3 separate regions of the Gossypium hirsutum genome follow, and all the other regions are linked to region 2. Evidence: chromatin contacts called from public Hi-C data. All regions are on one chromosome and are shown on one strand. The core of a region is the stretch at or near the end of the contact, and the rest is flanking DNA. Distances in the headings are between cores, read along the strand shown.

Region 1 (3,873 bases), core at 756-3,255, 140 kb after region 2:
ATCAAACTTTCTATCACCAGCAACTCTTGCTGAAAGCTTAGGATAGTCCTCCTGCAAGGTATACAAAAGGTTTTACATGTAACAAAAAGATAAAATTAAGGTTCATATGGATGGTAAAGTTAAAGGAAATACCTTCCATGTATAGTTAATGAAGATTCCATCACTAATATCAAAGAAAGGTTTATTCTTTTCATTCAGTTGATTTTGCCAGCTAAGTTCTCCATCAATTGTCACACTGTCATACCTGTGTCAACAACAAGTTTAATCAGACAAAATTTTAATACACTTCAAAAAATGTTGCATAATTAAATCACGGCTTCTCCTTTTCACAAACCATATAACCAAAGATCCAGGAAGGGAGGAGTGAATAGTCTGAGTTAAATGGCCAACAAATTCTTTCAGATTAGGAATTTGCCCGATGTCCACTTTAACCTCCAAATTGAGCTGCAAGGAAGCTTTCCTTGGTTAATTTGTTGAGACAGGACAGCCAATATATGAAGATCCCATACATTAGAGTGACATAAGGAAGAACTCTTATTTATATGATCTAACTGCCATGCTTCCTCCAAAATAGAATCAAACATTCTCTTAATTTCATCTTTCCTTGTCCTAAAAACTTAGCATCTTTGTATGTAACATGGTGTATGTGTGTATGTGCTGAGCTTTTTGATTGTTGTGTAGCACATACCAGCCATCCATCAAAGCCTAAAGCAACAGCGAGCTCGGCCAAGCGTTCAGCATACTTGTGAGCAGACTCTTTTGTGGAAAGCAGCTTCTTGCAAATAGCTGCGCCTTCATCCCATTCTGTGATAAATGTCCCCAATACCTTAGATTCCACAGACACAGGCAAAAAACATATATAAAGTTTCCTTTAGTCTCTAAAATCCCATAATCCAAAGAAAACGAAACAAGCTTTCAAAACACGCTGGATCACCATAACACATGAGCTACACCGGAAAAGGAGCAGAAACCATTTCTTGATTGAGCGGAAAGAAAAAGATTGTGCTTTTCTATAGATCATTAAAATTTATCGCAGTTGTTAATGCAATTTAAGCAAACTGTTCATAAGAAAGCAATTATAGTTAACTAGAGCTCTTTTTAAGGCCCAATGGAGATAAGGAACCTTTCTTTTAGCCTAAACCCATTTCTTTACTTAAGCAATATAAACATTTAGAAAGAAAAATCATAAATTCAAACATCGCCTGGCTTTATCAATTGAGTCAGCTGAACCCACCATTATTCCACTTGAAATAAGCCGAATTAAATACTTTTCAATCAGAAAAAAAAAAAGGTTCCAATGAGGGAACTGACCTTAACTCCATGCCTATGAGCAGTATTGGTCCAACAAGGAGGAGGCAGGGTGACCAAATTATGAGAAAAATAAACAAAAACATCGATCAAATACCAGTGCCAGATGGAGTAAGCGCCGGAATTATGGCCACCCTGGATCCACTTATCATCGACGTAGCCACCTTGCATGTCATGGCAAACCAAAAGCCTGGGCCTTGGAGGCAAAGCTGAATTGGGGGATGGAGAGGAACAGTGGATTTATTAAAAGGGTAGTGAAAAGAAGTAAAGTAAGAAGCGGAGTCAAGGTCTTCAAGGGAGTTGATGGGGTAAGAGATGGGAATGGAGGGCTTTGATGGGTCGAAGGGTGGTGGTGGGGGATCGGAGTTGTGGTCATCGGATTGATTGGGCATGATTTTTGCGATGAGATTGGTGATGGGTTTGAGGATTGAAGTGAAGAAATTGTGGAGATATAAGAGAGTTCTACGGGTTATAAAGAGACGGAGAAAATAGAGTAGGAGGCGAAGCATTGACTTGGGCGAACATGTGATGTGAGTTTGAAAGCTAAATTTCAAGGTGCCATCATGTTAGTTAGTTTGTTTGACCATAGGAAATAAAGCATCGGAAGTTAAAGATGGATAGCTGCTGCCTTTTATAGCACATTGATTGATTGCCTTTTTCTAAAAAATTACTTGGCATCTTCACTGTTCGATCTATCAATGACTAATGATTAAACTCACGTCAAAGAGGTACTTACTACTTAGGTAGGTAAAAGTAAAACTCTTTCTGCTTCTATTTTTTTTAATCACTAACACTCTAAAATCAAATGTATAAATCTGGTGCCCCTAACATACACATTACAATAGTTGTGACTGAATCAACAAAATAAAATGTGAAATAAACAAAATTCAGAGATTGGAACAATTATATAAATTCAGACATATCAATATGCTGCGCGACTACTTTCCATCACTTGAGCACCAAAACTGTACTTTCCCAGAAAATCCATTGTTAAAAGAGCTGTAAAGAATTGGTCTTCTAGAAAAAGTAACGATCGTAAGCTTCAAGCTCTTCATTCAGAAAGGGAAAGGGCAAGTCAAACCCTGCAAAACTACATACTTGAAAGTTCAAACTAAATCTTCAGTTCCTGTCAACTTTGCAAACTCAGTTTCATCAATAGCCCCCTTTTTTAGTTTCTTCAATAGCCGATATTCCCGGGTCAATTCCTCTTCATCTTCAATGGTTTGGGCAGCACGTCTCTGTTTAGCAGTTTTCTTCCTCATGACAGAGGCGGCAGCGTTTGTGGCCTTTTTGGGCTTCTCAGGTTTTGATTCTTGTTGCTCTCGTTCTTTCTTTGCTTGTAAATTTTTTTTCCTCTGTTTCTCACGAGATTTATCCCTACATAATTACCATAATTAGCAACTAGAAGATACATTAGATGCGCAAGGTATTGGTGAAGATAAAAAGGTTGGTCTTTAAAGGCCATAAGTAAAATGTTAATTGCTCAATTGAAGCTTAATTCAGGTGGCTCATGCAGCCACCCTGAGAAGTGGCATCAAGCAGGTCTAAGTTTCAAAACCTACCATCTTACATTCCTTCCCTTATCACAAACTGTGGCCTCCTTTATAAGAAAAAGGTTAACAGCTGAATCATTCTTAACATGGATATCATATTTGTCCTCCAATAGGATTCCAGGAAAAAAGTTATAATCAGTTGGGATTTCTACCAAAAAAGGAATCAAATAAAGAAGCATAGGTACTTAAGAAATTTCATTCACACTAATTCCAGTCAAACCAGTTAATCTGTTCAACAAGGCATAGTTGGAGATTCTGAAGAGTTCTTACTTAAACTTGATATCATCCATATTGATGTTCTCAACTGGAGTGAAACCCTCAGTGGAAAGCGAATGGTGCTTTACCTCAGGCATAGAAGGGAGCTGCAATAGACCATATCCTGTACCTAACTTTCCAATTTCAAGTTCTTTCCATCTGTCAGATAACAATATTAATTTACACAGAGAGAGTAGAAGAAGGCGGCAGCAAATTAAAAAAAAGGCAAAGCAAAGTTAGAACCTGAAAATATAAGAGCAGTGATGCTCCTTGTAGGCACGAATAAAGGAAACAAATGCTCTAAGCCCTTTCTCCATCACATCACGGTCTTTCAATGCAGCAGACCGTATCTGAAGCAAGTTTAAGAAAAAAAATTGACAAAGAAATGATAATACAGTACATGTAGCAAAGATGTTATCAAAATACAAATTTTCTTTACCTGAGGAACAACATCAGCAACATCATCTATGCATTTCCTTTCTTGAAGAGGAACCCTTCTTATGCGCAAAAATTCTATATAAGCTTCCTCCTGGAAAAATGTCTCAAATTTGATCAAACCATTAAAATGGTGGAAATAAGCACAGTGATCTACATTAAAATTCCAAATCAGAAATTAAAACTACAAAAACCACACACTCAAACAAGGAAAGATCGCATATAATGCACCTTAGGTAATAGGAAAACAATGGCACTTCCTTGTCTACCCAAACGAGCAGTTCTCCCAACTCTGTGAACAAATACATTTGGATCTTGAGGG
Region 2 (3,661 bases), core at 913-3,412:
TCTCTATGTTTGCTGTTATTGAATTCAAGTATTTTTCTCAGGTAAATACCTCCTAACCAGAAGAGGGAGAAGAGCAAGTTCCTCTGTTGAGAAGAAGCTGTGAGATATGATCATAACCCATAATTTTAGCCATGTATAGAGGAGAGACCCCTGTTTTGGTCTTGGCATTTGCATTGGCTCCATTATCAATCAATGCTTCAACCACCTCTACATCCCCACCTTCCACGGCCATATGCAAAGCGGTGTGGCCTTCATTGTCCTGGCGTTCCAAGTCCAATCCCATTTCTACAAGCACCAACACCACATCCGTGTGGCCTTTTATGGCCGCCACATGCAGCGGTGTCAAGCCGTATTGGTCTTGGAAATTCATGGAACCACCATTTTGTAAAAGGGATTGCAGCCGCCTCTTGTCTCCACATCTTGCCGCCATCAACACTTCCTTTCCACGTTCCATAATCTCCACCATCTCATCCTGCCATCATCAATAACAACTCACTTTTCCACTAAAAAGCTTCCATTGAATTTCCAAGGTGCCCAGACGTTAAGATGATTATTAGTATATTTTATAAAAATGTTTTGTTAATGCTAAAAATATAACAATTTCGATATAGAATCATAAATGCAAAATTAATTATTTTCAAAGGTGTTAATTACAAATGAAACTATATTTTTTATATTCCCAAGTTTTTGATCGAGAAATGGAATTCCCTGCCAAATTTTAAAAACCAAAACTACTTACATGCCCCTTATCACGAGCGTTATCAAGAGCTGAACGGCCACGATCGTCGCAAATTGTGGGGTCCGCATCCAATTGTATCAACATTTCAATCATCCTACGGTTCCCATTAGCTACAGCTCTGTGAAGTGCAGTCCTCCCATCATTGCTCTTTGCATTCTTCTCCGCACCCGATTCTAACAACATCTTAGCACACTCGATATTTCCCTTAGTCGCCGCCAAAAGCAACGGCGTTCTGCCTTCTTTGTCTCTCCGATCCAACGTCTCCCGTCTCCCCTTCCTTAACAACGTCTCAAGGTCTGCCGTCCGATCGAGTGCTACTGCCACGTGTAACTCATTCCATCCTTTCGATTCCCACCGTGGGTCCACCTGATAAAATCCCACATTGCTGTTATTTGCATCTTCTTCTTGATCCTCACGCGAGCCTATCCTTAAACCCGCTTCGAGCAGCAAATTCACCATGTTCTCCGAATTGTTATCCAACTGAGTCGCGACTCCGAGGAGTGACTCAGCTTCTTTCGTAGATAAATCATACAAAACCGATTTCTGCCGCTTGATAATGTTCTTCACTGCCTCAAAGTCCCCGCGGCTAACAGCATGTTGGAGAAGAAACGGCCCAACAAAGGCGACCTTGAGCTTGATGTCCTGAGTGGGTCGAGTTGAGAGCCAAGAACTGACCAAGCCGTACTGATTTGAGCCATAAGAGTCGAGGTCGAAAGGGGCAGTTCTGATGAGGAAACGATCGGAATGAGAGCGAGGAAAAGTGGGGGGGATGCGGTCTTGAGGTTTAAGGATGATTTGGAGGGCAATATGGGAAGAAGGGGGAACGAGTCCACTGGGGGGATTAACCAGGAATTTATGAGGTGAAGAAGTTTGGACTTTGAAAGCAACTGGGGAAGAAGGGCAAAGGGATCTTAAAACAAGGTTACAACGGCATTTGGTGTTGAGAATGAAGTTTATGCGTACTTCTGACTCTGAAATTTCAACCAAATTTTCCATTGCAGATGAAGTTTATATGTGTTATTGCGAATAACTAACCAAGCTGTAAATTGGCGGTGAAGGAACAGAGATATAGCAGTTGAAATTAAGGGAAGTGTCGACTGAGAATTGTTTAGCTTGCATGTGATCTTTGTTTAGGGACGATATTTGTTGTTGTCTGACACATTGTTCCCACTTAAGCTTGCATGTGATCTTGGACAAAATGGGTCGTCCTTATCAAATATATTTTTAATATCTTTTAGAAAAGAGAAATTTATATCAGACAAAGAAATAGAAATTGCTTTTAAATAATAAAATTGTGCCAATCAATTCTAAACCATTGTATCAGTATTTAAAAAAACAAAAAAAAGATAAGATGCGCTTGAGGAATTTTATATCAAGTAAAAACAAATAAATTGTGAGGGAGGCAGCACAACCATATTCATATTAAAAAAAAAAAACAATATGTAGATATTTTTTTATTCCTTTAAAGATGTAGAACAAAATGTCCAAATCCCTCTATTGGATGACCTTTTCTATACGGTTTACACCAAATATTATAAAAAAAAATAAAGAAGGTAAATGTCAAAAGTCTAATCCTTCTTCCTTGCAAATCGAAGAATAAAGTGGGAGTTGAAGTACCTTGGTCCGTGTTCCTTGCATTTAGTTTTTGGGACGCCAAAACCCCTTCTTCCCAACAAGAAATTGGCCTTCATAAAGACTTGTCGACCACTGTAGTGATCGCAGTACTGGATTCAGCTTCTGAATGGTTTCCATGGTGTCTTGAAGTAACAGATATCCACCAGGTCTCAGTATGCGATCCATTTCCACAGCTACATCTATAATGTTACATCTGACAGACAGGTCCAAAATCTTGCATCACCATTCTACATTATTCACTCTTTTTCAAGTACAAATCAGAGCAATAGATCATTACTTATATACCTCTCTTTACGGTTTTTGAAGAGAAAACTGGAATGCAGTAGATCATATGTTCGAGGGTATGTACTCAATGACTCGCACCAGTCATGATAGATTCCGATCAAGCCCCTTTCGAAAATAATGGACAAGGTATCTTGTGCATCAATTGGTACAACGTTCATCACCCAGAGAGGAAGCTCATTAAGTGCCGCCGCAAACCTGTAAAACCACTGCCTATAGTGTTGTAAGATTTCTTTATGATAGAAACCTGTAAAAACATTGTTCTATTTCTTACCCTCCATAACCAGCATTCATATCCATCACATTTCTTATACTAGCCCAGTTTATAGCTAGAGCATCAAAGTAGACATCAGATACAAGTGCAGCCCAATGTTTGGTGTCCTCATTGAATATAGCTTCGGCATCCGGTTCAGCTGGAAGGCTTTGAGGCTTATTCCTAAGCCTGTGGGGCCATGGTGAGGGCCAGCCAAGCAAATTACCGTTGCTATCAACTGGAAGTCTGGAAGTACAATGCCTAAGAGGCTTGTACCTGTCATTGTGAATTAGAAATCTCAAGAAGCAATTTCAACATAAATAGAGGGTAGCACCTTTTATGCCAACATTATTTTAGGACAGAACACTCTGCCTACACATAACAAGTGGCACACAGAGCTGTGAACATGTTGAAGCATGCCTTTCGAGTGTAAGCAATGTAATAATATTATATACTAGATCATAAAAGATTACCATGAGACTTCCTTCTTAGTTTTCCGATCACATAATGGTGGACGTTTTGTTCTGTCGTGTGCATAACAGGAATATGAGGAAGGCTTTTGATATATTACAAGCCCAATTTCAGTTGAATCAAAATTGTCACGTTTAGCCACAACCTTCCAGCAGATTGATTGTGTCAAAGCCACCATAGCTGTAATATATACAGAATACCAGAACAACATCGCACATTCAGATTCCACTAACAAAACGGCGAAAACAAACAAGAGGGGAAACGCAAATAATTTTGGACTT
Region 3 (3,478 bases), core at 502-3,001, 190 kb after region 2:
AAAGTTCCTTCTAAACTTCTCATAAGAAGCCAGTAGAGAATGAAGCTCAAGGACAGAACTCACTCTACGGAATCACCCCATAAAGATCCATCTTCAGCCTGAATGTCCACCTCATTGAAAACCTGAAAATATTTTTTTGTACAAAAATAAAAACTGCTAAATAAACGCACAACTTTTGGGTACCTATGGAAATGGTAGTATTAACTAATTACCATCGGTAGTTGAAGAATGGCCTAATTGTAAAGTGGATAGCTGCACACTTCTTGAATACAGCTCTTAACCCAGTTTATATCAATGTCCTGCACTGTTTGAAGCTGATCAATCTATCCAAGTAATTGGAGGTTTATAAAATAGTTCCAATAAAATTTTTTCCAGAAATACACACGGATTATTCAAAAAATAATAATGTTTGAAATCCAAAGGCTGTGTTGTTATGCCACTTGTTAATGACAGATAGATTAACAATCTTGGATAGATAATGATGAAAAAACGAGAACAATTAATGGGTAAAAGGTGAATTTTGTGGCCGAGGGTGTTTTAATGGTGGGCTTTTATTACGAGTTACTACAACGGTGAACGAAATAAGTGAATATTATATTTTCGGAGATCATGTGAACTGCAACGTAGCATTGTAAGTTACGTAGTTATGATTAGTATATTCATGACATCCAATAGACAAACCTCTTAACATAGAACCAATAGCTATGATTGGATGATTGGTTAGTGAGAAAGAAACCCTATTGGATGGCTTTAGTGAACAAAAATTGACGTCAGTCAACAAAGATAAACTATTGAAGGTAGATGAAGTTCAAAGTTATAGAACTGAAAATCATGTGGTTAGTCAAAAAGCTCCGACATTGAAAGCCTATGAAATGTGTCCAATAATTTCTTATAGTTACATGAAAAATTCAAAATATTTGAAAAATAAAGTAGGATAAGAATAATAACAATTTATTTGATTTTTTAAAAATCTTTTTAAGACTAGGCTATTACAATGAACCAGATCGTCTACTTTAGATATAGGTTTAATTAGCAGCATATGAACTGCTGCAAATTCAAGGGAAATGTAAAGATGCTAGAAGCTGATTTATGTTATCAGTACTTGGGCAGCGCATGTCTTGAGCTCTTCCCGATTGAGTATGGACTTCCGAACATTAAACGAAAACATCAACATCTTTCACCATATTCTGTTGCTTGCAGATCTTTGTACAGCCCCAAACGTACAGGAAAAACAAATATATATCTTTTTGGCCGGAACCCAGGTCCTTATCTAATTCCATATCTTTACACTTCACCATACCAAATTTAAAATTGTAGCTTTAGAACAAAGGGGGACTTGAATTTATTGTTATTTAAGAGAGAAACAGAGATAGTGACTGAATCATGTTAATAATAGCCATGGCTCCAGTTAATTAGATATTGGGCCCTTTCTGATCTGTAAAACTTGTTTTTAAGTTTGATCAGCTGCTAAATGATCTGTTATTTTCTTTCTCTTATAAAAGTCTCACGTTTTTCTACTGAAAGGCCGATAATGATTTTTTAACCTCCTTGCACTTCACTAGTTTTTGTCCCATGTGATTGAAACAACTATTTCTCCACTTTTTTATGAAGGAAATTCAATTTCGTACAGCTTCAAATCACCGTTCGCCACATATTCATGGAACAAGACAAACACATCATTACCCCACATCCAGCCTGTTCTCTACTCCAATTATTAATACTAATCTTCATTGAAAATGGCATTCCATCTTACCCCCTTCATTACATTATCCTATATTAAATCATTTCCTTTTTTCTGATGTCAGTTTTGTCATTTCACTACCCTTATTCCTATCTACCCTTGTCTCCATTAATGTGCAATAATACAGAACAAGACAACTGATAATCCTAACCAGAAGAAGAAAAAAAAAAGCTTCATCACCGGATGTCTTCTTCGGCCATCACCAGTGCAAATGCACCGCTCCTCGGGGAAAACAAGCCACCTGCAAAGCATACATCGGTCTCCAGCGCTGTGTTCAATGTGTCAACTAGCATTATTGGTGCTGGAATAATGTCAATCCCAGCAACTCTCAAGGTGCTAGGAGTAATCCCAGCATTTATGTTGATAGTGATTATAGCTTGGCTAGCAGACATCTCGGTTGAATTTCTGATGAGGTATACACATGCTGGGAAGTCAACCACTTATGCCGGTGTCATGAAGGAGTCGTTTGGGCGGATTGGATCTGTCCTGGTGCAGTTATGTGTCATTACAAATAATCTTGGTTGCTTGATCATTTATTTGATTATTATTGGTAAGTTCTTTTGCAGCTAGTAAGTTGTACAGGTTGTGGATAAGTTTCATAATCTATTTGAATAGTTCAACTTAGCTCTGTAATTATAGATAAGAGTCTGAAGCTATTTGAGTGATCATTGATAAAATGTTCTGATGTTTAGTACTGTGCTTTTTAGGGGATGTTCTTTCAGGAAATCAACCTGAAGGATCAGTGCACTTGGGCGTTTTACAAGAATGGTTTGGCATTCACTGGTGGAATTCCCGTGCCTTTTCAATCCTTTTCATTGTTGCTTTCGTTATGCTTCCATTGGTTTCATTTAGGCGTGTAGGTAAGGTTTTCTCCAAAAGATATGTCCTGTTTCTATATGAAGATGATTTCTTATCTTATATACAGAACTGAGTAATTATTGTTTATGTTATGATATTGAGTTTGTCGTCGAGAATCTTATCTGTTAACTTGGCCTGAATTTGCAGATGCATTAAGGTTCAGTTCTGCATTAGCAGTTTTTCTAGCTGTGCTGTTTGTTTCCATCAGTTCAGTGATGGCAATACATGCACTTATCGAAGGGAAAACCGAAACCCCGAGACTGCTGCCTTACTTGGACAGCAATGCCTCTTTTTTCGATCTCTTCACTGCTGTCCCGGTTATTGTAACAGCTTTCACTTTTCATTTCAATGGTAAGAGCGTTCTGGCATTCATATGAGTGCTTGTTTTCATGCTAGTTCTAGCATTAATATGCCTCTTTTTATGAATGAATGCAGTTCATCCAATTGGTTTAGAGATGGACAAACCTTCTGATATGATGAAAGCAGTCCGAATTTCACTGATACTCTGCGGTACCATCTATTTTACAGTTGGGATCTTCGGATACCTTCTTTTTGGTGAATCGATCATGCCTGATATACTTGTTAATTTCGACCAAAATTCTGGTTCAGCACTCGGTTCTTTACTCAATGATGTAGTTCGGTTGAGCTATGCCCTTCACCTAGTGCTGGTGTTTCCCCTCTTAAACTTCTCATTAAGGGCCAATATTGATGAATTCCTTTTCCCAAGTAGGCCTATCCTGGCAAAAGATAACACCAGATTCATGTCCCTCACTCTTATTCTGCTAGCCATTTGTTACTTGGCAGCCATAGCCATCCCTAACATATGGTATTTCTTTGAATTTATGGGATCAACCTCTGCAGTCAGCCTTGCTTTTGTCT

What was found. A called contact is a pair of places that touch in the nucleus more often than the background predicts.
Region 1: a Hi-C map of hypocotyl shows a contact between it and region 2, with 4 times the contacts expected there. The contact joins the promoter of LOC107955207 here to the promoter of LOC107955201 in region 2. A contact is called at or near these places in 8 of 34 Hi-C or Micro-C datasets (callus, hypocotyl, leaf and 1 more).
Region 3: a Hi-C map of leaf shows a contact between it and region 2, with 1.9 times the contacts expected there. The contact joins the promoter of LOC107955210 here to the promoter of LOC107955201 in region 2. A contact is called at or near these places in 3 of 34 Hi-C or Micro-C datasets (all in leaf).

Annotation. Positions count from the first base shown.
Region 1 is chrD04:14,200,156-14,204,028 of Gossypium_hirsutum_v2.1, forward strand. LOC107955207 (cytosolic endo-beta-N-acetylglucosaminidase 1) reads right to left here and starts at 2,006. Exons shown (of 10, transcript XM_041092020.1): 1 at 1,523-2,006; 2 at 1,312-1,520; 3 at 689-826; 4 at 335-444; 5 at 133-244; 6 at 1-51. The coding sequence starts at 1,817. It overlaps LOC107955206 (DEAD-box ATP-dependent RNA helicase 18), which reads right to left. Exons shown (of 11, transcript XM_016890936.2): 7 at 3,783-3,873; 8 at 3,556-3,645; 9 at 3,360-3,466; 10 at 3,132-3,275; 11 at 2,057-2,685. The coding sequence ends at 2,415.
Region 2 is chrD04:14,060,875-14,064,535 of Gossypium_hirsutum_v2.1, forward strand. LOC107955201 (protein VAPYRIN) reads right to left here and starts at 2,163. Exons shown (of 2, transcript XM_016890929.2): 1 at 740-2,163; 2 at 1-472. The coding sequence starts at 1,735. The coding sequence ends at 53. It overlaps LOC107955200 (probable methyltransferase PMT23), which reads right to left. Exons shown (of 8, transcript XM_016890928.2): 5 at 3,383-3,560; 6 at 2,931-3,185; 7 at 2,660-2,854; 8 at 2,164-2,567. The coding sequence ends at 2,378. It overlaps LOC107955202 (a long non-coding RNA gene), which reads left to right and starts at 2,303. Exons shown (of 3, transcript XR_001699851.2): 1 at 2,303-2,879; 2 at 2,979-3,347; 3 at 3,452-3,661.
Region 3 is chrD04:14,251,451-14,254,928 of Gossypium_hirsutum_v2.1, forward strand. LOC107955210 (amino acid transporter AVT6C) reads left to right here and starts at 1,752. Exons shown (of 5, transcript XM_016890940.2): 1 at 1,752-2,291; 2 at 2,449-2,601; 3 at 2,747-2,950; 4 at 3,035-3,478. The coding sequence starts at 1,925.